Regions from separate parts of the Mus musculus genome. Here region 2 is linked to region 1. A link is a contact called in public promoter capture Hi-C data. All regions are on one chromosome and are shown on one strand. Each heading gives the region's core, a stretch centred on a gene start, on an enhancer-like site or on the middle of the called end of the contact. The rest is flanking DNA. Distances are from core to core; before and after follow the strand shown. Region 1 holds the start of 4933401H06Rik (RIKEN cDNA 4933401H06 gene). Region 2 holds the start of Tet2 (tet methylcytosine dioxygenase 2).

Region 1 (7,491 bases), core at 4,231-6,730:
TGTGGGATCTGAGAGCTGAGAACATCTTCAGAATGGAGCCTTGTTTAATTCGGTTTCTGTCTCCTTCCAAAGATTCTCTGTTATTTTTCTTGGCCTGAAGTTTAAGGAGATCAAAAGCAAAAGTTGATGATCAGTGGTGCTAACCTGAAAAGCAGTGTTATGTATTTTTAATCCAAATTTTAATATTATTGCTTCAGAGTTTTTTTAAAAAATATACACACTTAAATAAATAGTTATAAAAGAAAAAAAAAAAACCTAAAATGAATGAGCTCAGACCAAGTCCCAGAGGCCATTTTCGATCCCTGAGCCTAGCTCAGTGCATCCCATGCTTGTCAACATTCTGGAGAACCCTGGGATCTCTAACTATTCAGACAATGTTGCATAATGGTTAACAGGGTGGCATCTAGAGCCACTTACCACCCGCTCTCAGACTAACATTTAAATTCTGTCACTTAGTAATATATTAGTCCAGGCAAATAACTTACTTCTTTAATCCCAGTTTTCACCTTTGGGAGTCCAAAAGAATGAGCAAGATGGGTGGTTTGAATTGTAACAATGTAGTCCACGTGCTGCATTTCAGACCTCAAGTATCTAGTATATGACCTGAACTAATAATAAAAACAAAATTTCCATCCCTCATACCACTTCATACAATGAATAGTAAAAGAGACAAGGCTTGGAAAATGCTGAGCATGGGGTTGTCTCAAATCATGTGCTTTGTGCATAGCTGTTGTCTGTTACAATTTTATTACCCATAACACAGTTGTTACTTGTTGGGGACCGGAACACCTTAGCATCCTTCAGTTTATAGAGGAAGGTATGGTTGTGAAAAGACAACAAGGATTAGTGAAATAAAGAATTCACAGAGAAGTATGTCAACCTGGTGACTTTGGTCCCTGTGACTTTTGTTTTGAGAAAGGCTCTAACACTTTACTTCTCTTCATCAAACTCTGGTACTAAGTTCCTGAAGAGGTCAACCATAGGCATAGACTCTAATGAAAGAAACAGAGCACTTGAACACATATTGGAATTATTCCTTACCTTCCAGAGGACTTCTCAGGCTATATGTAGGCATTGGCTCTGCTCTATTGTTTTTCTAAACTTTACACCATTACTAAAATATGAGTGGCCTTAGGAGTCCATTTTGTGCTTCTAGAAATTGATTAGATCATGGTTTTTAAGCTTAGATCTACTTCTAAAGCCATGAAAAATCTAGATATGGATGTTGTAAGCCAAAGAATCCTGGGCCCTCTTAGTTCAGTTGAACCTTATTAGTTGGAAGAAAAAGAAGAGAACAGCCGTTTTAGTCTCACTGGGAAGAAAAAAAACAAACCACATGGCTCTTTCTGGATGGGAGAGGAAAACATTAGGCCAGGCTTCCGACTGGACAGTAAAGTCAGAAGTCTGATTCTGAGATGAGAGACAGATCATGTGCCCCATAAATTAATCGTGTGTTGTATGGCACACAGACGCTTCTGTTCAAGATTCTGTGGTATCAGTACTACTAGATCACTGGGTTTGTGTATAGAAGCATGGCGGATTATGGTTTCCCTCAAGAGGTGTGCTCAGCATTCAGCACATGCCACTTCTCCATCTATTAATATAAGACACAACCACTGGCTCTGTTCTTGATCTTGGGATGTGCACCATCAAAGTAAATGTGGGCAGTGTCTTCACTGCAGCAGGAAGCATCGAATTCCTATTATTCTAATAGGAACAATGGCTAGCACTTGAGGAGTGCATCTTATGTGCCAGCCATTGTCCTTAATGCTTCCTTCTGTACCATCTTGTTGGTTCTCACAGTCCTCTGGGGAGATGGGTCTTTCAACTTTGCCTCTCAGTTCTTTTCCCTTGTTGATCTGAAGCAAAGGTGATGCCTCAAACAGTTGTGTGTCAAGTTGACACACAAGTCAGTTATGCTGGCTAATTTTATGTCAACTTGACATAGGCTAGAGTCATCTGAGAGGAGGGGACCATATTGAGAAAATGTCTCCACAAGATGGGGTTATAGACAAGCCTGTAACACATTTCTAAATTAATTTTCTTAAGAGATTGATGGGGGAGAGCCCAGACAATTGTGGGTGGTGCTTTCCCTAGGCTGGTGGTCCTGGGTTGAGCAAGCCATTGGGTTCGAGCCCGTAAGCAGAACCCCTCCTTGGCCTCTACATCAGCTCCTGCCTCCAGGTTCCTGACCTGTTCGAGTTCCTTCCTAACTTCCTTCAGTGACAGACTATGAATGCAGAGGCATAAGCCAAATCTGCCCTTTCTCCCCCAGTTTGCTTTTTGACATGGTTTGGGTTACTAAAAGCAGGGAGGTAGCTGTCTGCTTTAACAGATGCCCGAGTTAACGTGGATTTCCACGTGTGCTGCTGCATTCAGTCTATCGTGACTTGAGCTATGCAGCCTCGATCGATCACCCATAAAGGAGTGAGGAAAGGAGAAGCAGTTAGCAACATAATGAGAATCATTTGACCGCACCCTTTCTCTGCCAGGGACCGAGCAACCTAGGTGTACCCAGGGCTACGGTTTGAGAACCAGAATATCTGTGTTGGACAAATGCTGTCCTTGTATGCAGTCATGAGGAGGTTTGAGGGTGAGCTGAAGATGTTTATCCCATGTACCTACAGAGAGAATGAGTAGGAGGTCTTCGGTGAACAGCAAGGCAAAAATGACCCTTTGAACTTAGACAACAGATTAAAAAAAAATCCACGTCTATCTTATAGTGACACAAAGTATGGGGGCTCCTGCTATTGCGACAGGTCAGGGTTGAGAGCAGGAACCCAGAGCAAGTGTCTGGTTTGACACTAGACCTCTCTTCATGGGTTGGAGGTCTTGAGAGATGGATAAAGGGTAGGATGGAGCTGGGAGACGTGCCAGTCCCCATGGTGGAGTCTGCAATCCTCTTTGAAAATGCAAGCTTATCTTTGAAAATTCTTTTTATTTCCTGTTTTTTTCTTTGGTAAAATCAACTTCCAAATTTGGAGCTGTGACGAAAGGATGGACCATCTAGTGATTGCCATATGCAGGGATCCATCCCATAATCAGCTTCCAAACGCTGACACCATTGCATACACTAGCAAGATTTTGCTGTAAGGACCCAGATATAGCTGTCTCTTGTGAGACTATGCCGGGGCCTAGCAAACACAGAAGTGGATGATCACAGTCAGCTATTGGATGGGTCACATGGCCCCCAATGGAGGAGCTAGAGAAATTACCCAAGGAGCTAAAGGGAACTGCAACCCTATAGGTGGAACAACAATATGGACTAACCAGTACCGGGGAGCTCTTGTCTTTAGCTGCATATGTATCAAAAGATGGCCTAGTCGGCCATCACTGCAAAGAGAGGCCCATTGGACTTGCAAACTTTATATGCCCCAGTACAGGGGAACGCCAGGGCCAAAAAGGGGGAGTGGGTGGGTAGGGGATTGGGGGTGGGTGGGTATGGGGGACCTTTAGGATAGCATTGAAAATGTAAACGAGGAAAATACCTAATTAAAAAAAATCAACTTCCAGTTCATCCTCCATGTAAAAACCTAGAAAAAGAGATGAAAATAAAAGAGAAAATAATGAGTCACTTTTTTGTTTTTTTTTTCTTTTTAAAAATTTGATATTTTCTTTATCTACATTTCAAATGTTATCTCCTTTCCTAGTTTCCCCTCTGAAAATCCCGTATCCCCTCCTACCTCCCCCTGCTTCCCAACCCACCCACTCCTGCTTCCTGGCCCTGACATTCCCCTATAATGGAGCATAGAACCTTAACAGGACCAAGGGCCTCTCCTTCCATTGATGACCGACTAGGCCATCCTCTGCTACATATGCAGCTAGAGCCATGGATCTCTCTGCGCAATTTCTTTGATTAGTGGTTTAGTCCCAGGGAGCTCTGGGGGTACTGGTTAGTTCATATTGCTGTTCCTCCTATGGGGCTGCAGACCCCTTCACCTCCTTGGGTACTTTCTCTAAGCTCCTTCATTGGGGACCCTGTGCTCCATTGAATGGATGGCTGTGAGCATCCACTCCTGTATTCGTCAGGCACTGGCAGAGCCTCTCAGGAGACAGCTATATCAGGCTCTTGTCAGCAAGCTCTTGTTGGCATCCACAATAGTGTCTGGTTATGGGATGGATCCCCATAGAAACACAAGTACATTGTTTAAAATTGGGAAAGCTAGATAAGCAGAAAGGAAAAAAAAAACCACTCATAATTTAGGACCTAGATACGAACATTCTCAACATATGGGCGTCTTTGTCTGTAAATTGCACTTTACCTGCCTTGTCGTAGCAATGCTATCTCTACACACGGCTTCATAAGGAGTTTTTCCTAATAGTGTCTAATTCATTAGACATTTTTGTCTTTATAATAATATATTCTAGAGAAGAAGTCTTCATATGCTCTTCAGAAAGACTTGGAAGAATGTATGTGTGTATGTGCACATGCATGCATGTATGTATGTATGTATGTAAGCATATTTGTACGTGGCCACGTATCTGTGTGATCTGATATATGTGTATTTCAGTATGTTTTAGTGCGTGTGTATGTGTGACTGTGAGTGGTGTATGTGTATATCTGCGTGTTCCTATGTGTGTATATATGTGTGTGTGTGAATGTGTGTTTGCGTGTGTTTCTGAATACATGCGCACCATTCAGCCCTAAGTAAGAAGCATAAGAAGGCGTGAGATAAAAATGGAAGCACTGATATCAGAGAATACTTGTCATCCCTAGTTCGGCCTCCTAGAGGATTATTCGTCTGGAGTGTTTCTTGCTCAAACCTTCTCTTTTAATGGTGTTAAGAATGTGTCCAAAAGTCAAGCCAAGAAAGATTGTGTCAACTCTGAAGAGGCACTTACAATGGTAGACTTGGGAGAGGCTGGTAGACAGCGAGCTGGAGACGCGTAAAGGGAGGGACACCAAGGTGTCTGGTCACCGAGTTAGGTAATCCCGTCATCACAGCGGACAGATCTGCCGTTTTCTCGTCCACTCCTGCTTCGAATGTTCCTGTTGTGTCATGCCTGTAAGCCACCAACCAGACTTTGTGACACCTGTCAGTGACCCTTGAAGAGATAAATCGGTGAAACGATCGCTTTTCTTCCAGGTTAGAAGAGACTTCCCGATAGTTACTTTCAAAGCTGCACTTTAAATGGTTGGGATCTAAGCTAGGTGCCCCACACTAATCTACTGTCACGGAGATTTCTGCACCTGTTTTGTTTCAGTTACTCTTGTACCTTTGGTTACATACACAAGCAGCCAAGAGCTCATCACTCCTTTCCACTTTATTTATCCCTGTTTTTATTTTATTCTTATTTTATTTTATTTTATTTGTCACCTGTCTACCAGGAACTGTTATGCGCCAGGCATTGTCAGAGTCCTATTAGTAAATATTACGGTAACATGAGCTCGTGGGATCTAGGTGGCTGCTTTCTCATCAGAGAAGCATTTTCAGTCTTCACATTTTCCTTCTTTAATGTAATCCATTGTCCTGGTCTCACAGAGTACGTTACATTACGTTACGTTACGTTATGTTACGTATGCAACGTGCGCAGCGGCAGTTCAGGTGCACTGACAGGCTGCCTCTGCTGTAGGAGAGAGTCCCGGATCTAAACAGCTGTAGAGAGTCTGTATCCAGATGGTCCACATTCATTGCTGGAAGCACGTGACCACGCCGGGCTCTCCCCAGCTGTGTTAGGAGTCTGAGCCTATGTTTGAGACATTGGGGTCAGTTGTTAGTTTCTGTTGCTTGAATGAAACCTTTGTGGACCCCAGCTTTCCCATTTGAAAGATGGGGATAGAAGGGAGAGATAGAACTGTATTTAAGTGATCTCTGTTCCCCACCTCCCCCGTCCCCACTCACAAGGATCCTAAGTAGTTTAAAGAGCAATTTAACTTTATGACCCTAAAAACTAGTAGGCCCAATAAAATACAGTTCCCTGCAGGATCCTGTGGATTTTCTTTTTATTATTTGAGTTACTCTCCATGTTTAATGAAGAAGACATAACAGTCAATCTCTAATTGCTTAGTAACGGGAAAACATGAGACTTGAATCTTCTCTTCACCTCCTATGAGCTAATCTTGGACAATTTATATTCCCAAGATGTTATTTCTTTGTCAAGGACCAGCCTTGGCATTGGAGTGGGGTTCTGAGAGAAGGGGTGTCTGGGAGTGGCAGAAAGAACGACTCAAAGTCAAATCATGGGTTCAAGCTGCCCACTCAGGTTCTGCTGAGATGGCTTTCCAGTCAGTCAGTCAGTCTGTCTGTCTGTCTGTCTGTCTGTCTGTCTGTCTCATCTAAAAACTGTCTGGTTGAGACAGCTCTCTCTGTAGGTAAAAGTTCTAAATGCTGTCTGGGTTTAGTCAGAGAAGCTGCTATAAAAAATTATTGGATCTTCCGACTAAGTCAGAAATCTTGGTAAGAAAAAATTCTTGAAGAGCTGTTTTGCTCTCCAGAGATTTCTAGAGAGCCCAGCTCTCACTAGAGAGAATTTCTAAACAACTGCTATCGCCTTTTGCTAGCTCATCTCATGCAGACCAAAAGCCCAGTTTTTTAATTTACATATCAATTCAGTTATTTATTCCAGGTTTCCTTTTGATTATATTTTGAATCAACATCCCGTGACCGCAGTCCTTTGATTCTTAAAAGACTGTAAGCATACATGCTGATCTTGAACTCAGGAATCTGCCTGCCTTTGTGTCTTTCTGACAGTCTAGCTCAGAGTGTAGCTGCCTTTGTTCCTTTAGATTCATGAAGCCCCCATAATTCATATTGCACTCTTATGTTTTGCATAGTTGAGAAATTATATATATTTTGAACTCATGTATTTATAGGTCTTTCCCATAGCCTTAAGGGCTGTCCTGAAGGTCCCAGCCTTTACCATTTTGCTGAGACATTAGCCACACCTTCTTCACCTGGACCCATGTTGTCAGATTATCCTGGAGACATTAATGTTAACAAAGAAGACATTCCTAGGAGGAATGTGAAATATGTGCATTATTATACAAACAAGCCTTATGCCCACAGCAGTCATCCATACTCGTGGAGGTTCACAACGGGGCCATGTCCCAGAGGCAAGAATCATATCACCAACTTACTCTGTCCCTGCCAGGGCCACACCTGGCTCGGCATCTCCTGGAGGTTCACACTAGGGACCTGCCCCAGGGTCAGGAGCCATGTCACTCTGTCCCCACCAGGGCCACGCTTGGCTTGGCATTTCTTCATCCACATTTTTCTGTTAATAGTAATTAATGTGCTATAGCTTTTGTTTCTCAGAATGCCTATGATAATTATTGTTTAGAAAACTCAGTTGTCGGTAAGTTGTGATTGAGTTTTCCTTGACTGGAAGCTTTTATCTCACCATGCCGTGTGCTTGCTTACCTTTATCATGTTTACCTGTTTTACATCTGTTTCCTGTGCTGAGGGACAAGTCAGTGATGGACATAACCCCTTTCCCAGCTTCTGCACCTGTGTGAAGAAAGGGTAAACAACCTATTTGGTTAATGAATAC
Region 2 (7,112 bases), core at 3,775-6,274, 2.3 Mb before region 1:
ATGTCTATGAGTACAGTGTAGCTATACAGATGGTTGTGAGCCACCATGTGGTTGCTGGGATTTGAACTCAGGTTAAGAGCAGTCAGTGCTCTTAACCACTGAGCCATCTCTTCAGCCCCTTGCCTATAAATTTCTAATCTGAGATTTTCCATTTTTAAATATTTATTTATTTATTTATTTATTTATTTATTTTGAGACAGGGTTTCTCTACATAACCCTGGATATCCTGGAATTCACTATGTACATCTAACTGGTCTCAAACTTGCAAAGATCTGCCAGCCTCTGCCTTCTGAATGCTGGGATCAAAGCCATACACTCCCAACATCCAGCCTATGATTCAGCTGTCTGCAGAGGTTGAAGTAGGGTGTTGGAATCCTTGGACTTGTAGTTAATAAGTGTTTGTAAGCCACTCGGTATAGGTAGTAGGATTCAAACTCCCATCCTTATGATTGAGCAAAGTATTCTTAACTGCTGAGCCTTCTTTCCAACCCCTTAAATACTCTTTATAACAAGTGGAGAAAGTCAAAACTGAGAATTTGCTACATCGGAAATGGCAACTCAAGATGAATTCTGTTGAGAAGGATGATACATCTATCTTAAGCCCGGAATTTTCTGCAATGTCCCTATTATAGTCAGAATACACTTGGAAACAAGCAAGAACCAAGTGCACACAAGTCTTCCTGCTGATGGTCACAGTGATACACGTGCTCTGCTGATGGTCACAGTGATACACGTGCTCTGGCTGCGCCTCCTCCCCTGCCAGACCCTACACACACCAACAGATGCACTGTACAACCTCATTCAATAATGTCACAGTAGTCACTTAGTTTTGGCAGTAAACTGTAATAAAAACCAGAGCACTAGACCCAAGTAAATACTGCGTGTTTGGCAAAAATCACTGTGGCTGTGTTCTCCAGCACAGTTTCCAAGATAACCACCAGCTCTGCTTGGCAACTGGACTCTCCCACAGTTAAGGCTCCAACTGTAAAGCTGGCTTACAAGACATTTTCCTGCTGCTGGCTTTGGTCTGTTGCTGCTCCTAGGAATTGCTATTCAATGGCAGCGTCTTCTTTGAGAAAGCATAATTTTAATGAATCAATAGTATCCCATTCAAGAAACAATTATATTAAGTCTTCAAGTACTAAGCCATGTAAGATTATGAAGTTTGAGGATGGAGAGATGGCTCAGCAGTTAGGCACTCTCACTGCTCTTGGCAGAGGATCTGGGCTTCAAGCAGTACCCATGTGCCACTAACAACTACCTGACCCCAGATCCAGGGGAATCAACATCCTCTTCTGGATTCCAGAGGTACCAGGTGTGTGTGCAGTACACATACGTATGCAAGCAAACACTCATACGCAGAAAACAAATCTTTTTTAAAATAATTGAAAAATTAGGAGTGATGGCAGCATAAAATCAGATCTAGTATAAAATACCAGGTAGCCTAAAATACTGGCATTTCACATCATCTCCTTGTTTGTTTGTTTGTTTGTTTGTTTGTTTGAGGTGTCTCATTGCCCAAGTTAGCTCTAATTTTTTTAAAGCAATCTTCCTGTCTCAGCTTGCCAAGTTCTAAGATGACAGACTTGAGCTCAGACATTTCTAGAACATTTTATGTGATGACAATTTTATTTCTAAATTGACTAATTTGCTTGGGTAATGATGGAAAATAGAGTTTCTTTCAGATATATCAGTGATTCTTAAGAAAGGTTTCCAAATGAGGCCAGCAAACAAGGAAATATTGGCACTTGGTTTGCAACAGGGTCTGGGTGGAGCTAGAGAAATTGATATGGAATTTCTAGCTTCAACAAATGAAACCAAAAAGAAACACAAACCCAGCAGCCAATGAGGACTGTGGAAGTCACCCTAAAGAGTCCAAAGCAGGTGTGCACATTGCAGGAGAAGTGTTGGTGATGCCAGTATGCAGGGCATATGTCACCACATGAAAACTACACCATCACCCTGGTTCCCAGAACAGACTTAAACAGTAAATCTAGTGAAAGCCTTAAAGAATACTTGACAAGTAAGAGAGTGTAAATAAATCAAAGCCTGGGTCCAACTTATTTCTGCATTTGTTCAAGATGTGATGAGATGAAACAATGTATCTTTTTTTTTTTTTTTTTTTTTGGTTTTTCGAGACAGGGTTTCTCTGTATAGCCCTGGCTGTCCTGGAACTCACTTTTTAAACCAGGCTGGCCTGGGACTCAGAAATTCGCCTGACTCTGTTTCCCCAAGTGCTGAGGAAACAATGTATCTTTTAAAGGTACCAATCTTGTTACTGTTTTAATAGTTTTTTTCTGAAGTAAAATCAACTAAAACAACTCTTAAGAACTTTTGGAATACTTAGGTGGAACTTTAACACACATAGTAAATGAAAGGCTACTGTAGACTCCCCATCCCATGTTTGTTTAAATAATTTCTCTAAGAAATGAGAAAGTGTTTCTTTTTATTCAGAGTGTTCAATGATGTACAAAATTTCCCTGAGACCCTTAAAGTAATATTACAGCTGTTTTCAGCACAAAACTAAAATGCACCAAGCAATAAGAATCAAACTTCACTGCAAGAAAGAGTAGGCCTCTATGATAACATAAAAAATAAGCCAACTTAAGCATTCTTATTGATTGGAATGGAAAACACTTTTGTGTAGTTTGAGGGCATATCATGAATCTGAAAAGTTCCCCACAAAGAAGTCATGACACACTGGTCTACTAGTGAAACAAATTACTTATTTTTAATTCTAGATTGCTGGAATAGTTGACCACAGTTTTCTCAACCAACAATAGACATTTATGGGAGGGGGGAAAAAAAGCTCTGTTTCCTCTACCACTTCAGGGCAAGTCAGAGCCAATGAACTGCTCTGTTCAGGGATGAGTAATGTTTTACCCTCTGGTCATGTGAATGAGTCCCTAGTACCCAGCCTTAAGCAAACTTAGCCACAGTTCTCATTTCTGAGAACCAAATCAGAAAGACTTGTAAAGTGAACTCCTAAGGGTTTGGAAACTTGATTTATGCAGTGACATGCCTTTCCCTCTACCCTGTAATCAGATCAACCCATACTGATCTTAAGTTTAAGCCCCAATCTTTCACAAACACTGTTCTGCTTAATAAAATTTTTAAAAATAATATTTATTATGTTGTAATTTATATTGTACTCAAAACACATTATAAAACACACATACAGACATGGAGAAGAATGCAACTCCTCTTCAGTATTTCAACTTTCCATTAAAATGCAAATGTAATGATTTCATTAGCTAGGCTACAATACCCACAGTCTTAAACCAAACCAATATATTTTCTCTGTGAATCCCAACTTCCCGTACATGTAATCTTATCCTTATGATGGTTCTTTGCTGATGAATTCTGAGTATGAATTTTAGCATTATAATCCTAATTAGAGCAAAGTACAGTATGTGACTTGTGATTTTTAAATCTACAGATTTATTCTGCTCCCCAGATAGACAAACACCACAACATTTTGCTAAATTTTAAGCAAACAACTTGGGAAAAACAACAAAACAAACAAACAAACAAACCTAATTCTATTCCAAAAATTGCTCAAAGCAAACAAAATCTATCAATTAAGCCATTAACAAGCAAGTATCATGTCTTTTAACAGGACCTTCTCAAGAGTCTGGCCAGGCCTCACTTGGTTTCGCCAAACGTAGAAAACTCTCCATAGAAGAAACCCTATAAGCTTTCTAACAGTTAGCAAGCAGGTCTAGGGAAGAGAGTCAAGCTCTGAGTGAAGAGTGAGGAGGGGTGTTTGTGAACGACCAAATAAAAGAGTGAGTGCCAGAGTGAAGGAAATTTGGGATGGGACTTGTTAGAGATCTTCTCTGGGATTGGGTTTCATTTCTTCGGGCGCCCCTGACCTTGCCTTCTCCAACTCCAAACGCTTCGCCCGCCCCCTCCCCCGGCCTGCGCCTGCCTTTGTGTGTGCCTGTCACTTAAGGGGAACAGAACGAGCTGATTCGGGGGCAGCACAAAGCCAACACACAGATTTGCACAGATTCTCTTACACACATTTCCCAAACTGGAAGGCACAGCCCACTCTGAGCTTGTGAACCTTGAGAAAAGTGGGTTCTGGTCTTGTTTCAGGGAGCAGAGAAACTATTCTTTCCCCTCTCACTTAGCGCCAATAACAAAACGCGAGGACTCAAGAGAAAAAAAGAAAGAATGGAAAAAAAAAAAAAAGCCCTCCACGTAGTGGATCCTGAATCTACACACTGTGACATCTGTCTAGTGTAGTCCACGAGGGGACAAACGTGTTGGAAGCCAGAGACACAAACCCAGAACAGGACCCAAACAAGCACTACTGGAGATAAAAGAGTCAAACACACCGGGTCAGTGTTCTTTCCGGGGTGTCTGAGGATGAACTAGGGGCTCCCTGGACTTATACTAAGAACAGGGGAGAGGAGGATCAAAAGAGAAAGTGGTGGTCCCCAAAGATGAACTCTTTCAGGAAGGCAGCCCCAAGAAAACACTCACTTTCCTGAGACTAAAAGGCCAGAAGAGCGGCTGGTGGGAGGTACAAAGGTAAGTTTTCTGGGTACAGAGGGGAGACACGCATTAGCAGGAAGAAGGGACCACAGAAGTGCAGGTCGCAGGAGAAGGGGGTGCTGAATTAAAACTATATTTGTCAGCCATGTTGAAGAAGCTCCTGTAATTTGTGAGGCTTCCCTCTTCCCTCTTAGTATTTGTGGGTGACATGACAGTCCCCGCAAGGCCGAGAGAAAGAGAGGGAGATTGGAAAGGGACCATTCCGCAGCCGTCAAGAGCGAGGAAAGAAAGAGAGAGAGAGAGAGACAGGCGCGGACCTCAGCGCTCTGACCTGGTTCTGGTCCCTCAGCCTCGCAGTCCACCGCCGTCGCAGCCGGGTCTCCTTTCTAACAAATCCTACAGGGCAGCCATCTTGCTTCCTTCTGCTCCTCTACGAAAGCAGCCTCGCCTCCGCATCAATATTCATAAGGCAGTTTGACGTCTGTTCTCTAGGCTCGGCGGGGCCGGCTCTCAGGCGGCCGCCGAGGGGGCGGACGTGACTGGCATGCGAGCGGAGCGGGCGCGAGCGCGGGAGCGGGCCGTGCGCTCGCTCCCTCGCGGAGGCGCGGCGGGACCCGGGGCCGTGCGCTCGCTCCCTCGCGGGGACGCGGCGGGACCCGGGGCCGTGTGCTCGCTCCCTCGCGGAGGCGCGGCGGGACCCGGGGCCGTGCGTTCGCTCCCTCGCGGGGACGCGGCGGGACCCGGGGCCGTGCGCTCGCTCCCTCGCGGGGGCGCGGCGAGTCCCGGCTGCGCGCTCACTCCCTCGCGGGGGGCTAGGGGACCTCCTCTGCTCGGCTCCTCCCCGGCCTTTCCTGAGCCCCGGGTGCCGCCGGCCGCACACCCACGCGTGGGCGGCCTCCGCGCCTCTGTCTCCCGCGGGGGCCGCGTAGGCACTTGGAAACTCTGCGCCCTCCTGCGCGCTCCAGGGGCCCCTGGCTCCCCGCGCTCCCGCTGCCAGCACCTCACCAGTCGTCTCCCCACTCGCCCCCACACCCTGCCACCCCCTTCCCTGTCGCCCAGCCAAGCCGCTCCCCATTTCCCCAAAGGCCGTGCCGGGAGAGCTAGAGGGGCCTGGGCGCTAAAGTCTCCACTCTGCAGCAATCCGGCGGCGCCGGGGCTCTCCCCGCCCAGGCCCACCTTCTGTTTACTTTGGCCACGTGGGCCGCGCAGGGGGTGCTGTCTCGCAGAGCCCAGAGGAGCGGTGTCACCGAGCCCCTGCTTGTCACTCGAAAGAATTAAGCCAGCAGTTTCTAATGTTCAAGGCGCCCCCGTAAGTTCCTCTATTTTGCACAAATTTCCACTCCGTACGGTAAAGTAATGAAGAAACCGCCTTGTGGGAAGCTGAATTCCGAACAAGCAGAGAGCGCTCAGTTTTCCCTGAAGTTCAAGGCTTGTGCGCACCAGCTCTTCTGCTGGCACTTCCGTTTTTTAAACTTACATTTTAAATGTTCCTTTTGGTAATTATTAACTTTTGAAGATGAGATCGAGGCAAATTCATAGGAATCATGAGACAGTAGTTTAGGAAATTTGTGCTCACACATCCACCCACCCTCCTCCTGTCTTCAAGTTTTCAGTCACTGAATGTTACGTTTTAATAGGTAATCTGGGAACCTCTTCTGTGGGATCGGTTGCGTTCACAGCAACCTTAAGTCTACTTTAACACTATTATATTGTCTGTAATGCACCCTTTCTTTGTGTGTGTGTGTGGGTGGGTGTTCTTTAGAAATGAGGCCTGGAACCAACTAACTCTCTCTCTAACTCTCTCTCTCTCTCTCTCTCTCTCTCTCTCTCTCTCACACACACACACACACACACACACACACACACCACATAAATTTTGAAAAGAAAGAGCAGACCTGCAATCACAGCATTTAGAAGTCTGAGGCAGTAGGATGTCTGACAGTTTGAATTTAGCTGGGTATTGTAGTTAGATTGTTTCAAGAAGAAAGGAAGGAAAAGAAAGGAGAGAGAGAGAAAAGAAGGAGGAGGAGGAGGAAGAAGAAGGAAGGAAGGAAGGAAGGAAGGAAGGAAGGAAGGAAGGAAGAAGAAGAAGCAAATAGCCATAACATTTTCCCTTAATTTCATGAAATGTAAACACTTCCTCTTTGTAAAATCTCATAGATGTATGTACTCACACAGGAAAGGCCAGGACCTCTATGTGGCACATTGTTACTCTGTGTTACATTGTTGCAGAGAAGATTGCCTAAAGTAAGTTCTAAGGAAACAATGTTTCTTCCATTTAGAAACAGTTACCAAGGTGTGATCTCACAAATCAGTAATCAAAATATTTACCTGGGCTCTACAGCACCTTATTTTTAAATTATTTTTTTTTTCTTTTTGAGGCTGGGTCTCACTGTGTGGCACTGGTTCATCTGAAACTATGTAGACCAGTTGGCTTAGACTCTGTCTTAGTCAGGGTTTCTATTCCTGCACAAACATCATGACCAAGAAGCAAGTTGGGGAGGAAAGGGTTTATTCAACTCACACTTCCACATTGCTGTTCATCACTAAAGGAAGTCAGGACTGAAACTCAAGCAGGCCAGGAAGCAGGAGCTGATGCAGAGGCCATG

Evidence for each region. Promoter capture Hi-C pulls out the DNA fragments that hold promoters and counts their contacts.
Region 2: a promoter capture Hi-C map of liver shows a contact between it and region 1, with 7 times the contacts expected there. The contact joins the promoter of Tet2 here to the promoter of 4933401H06Rik in region 1. A contact is called at or near these places in 2 of 39 promoter capture datasets (liver and pre-B cells).

What each region holds. Positions count from the first base shown.
Region 1 is chr3:135,834,789-135,842,279 of GRCm38.p6, forward strand. It overlaps 4933401H06Rik (RIKEN cDNA 4933401H06 gene), which reads right to left and starts at 5,481. Exons shown (of 5, transcript NR_040540.1): 1 at 5,319-5,481; 2 at 4,843-5,046; 3 at 3,489-3,533; 4 at 1-94. All of the region lies in intron 2 of Slc39a8 (solute carrier family 39 (metal ion transporter), member 8), which reads left to right.
Region 2 is chr3:133,539,366-133,546,477 of GRCm38.p6, forward strand. It overlaps Tet2 (tet methylcytosine dioxygenase 2), which reads right to left and starts at 5,025. Exons shown (of 11, transcript NM_001040400.2): 1 at 4,835-5,025.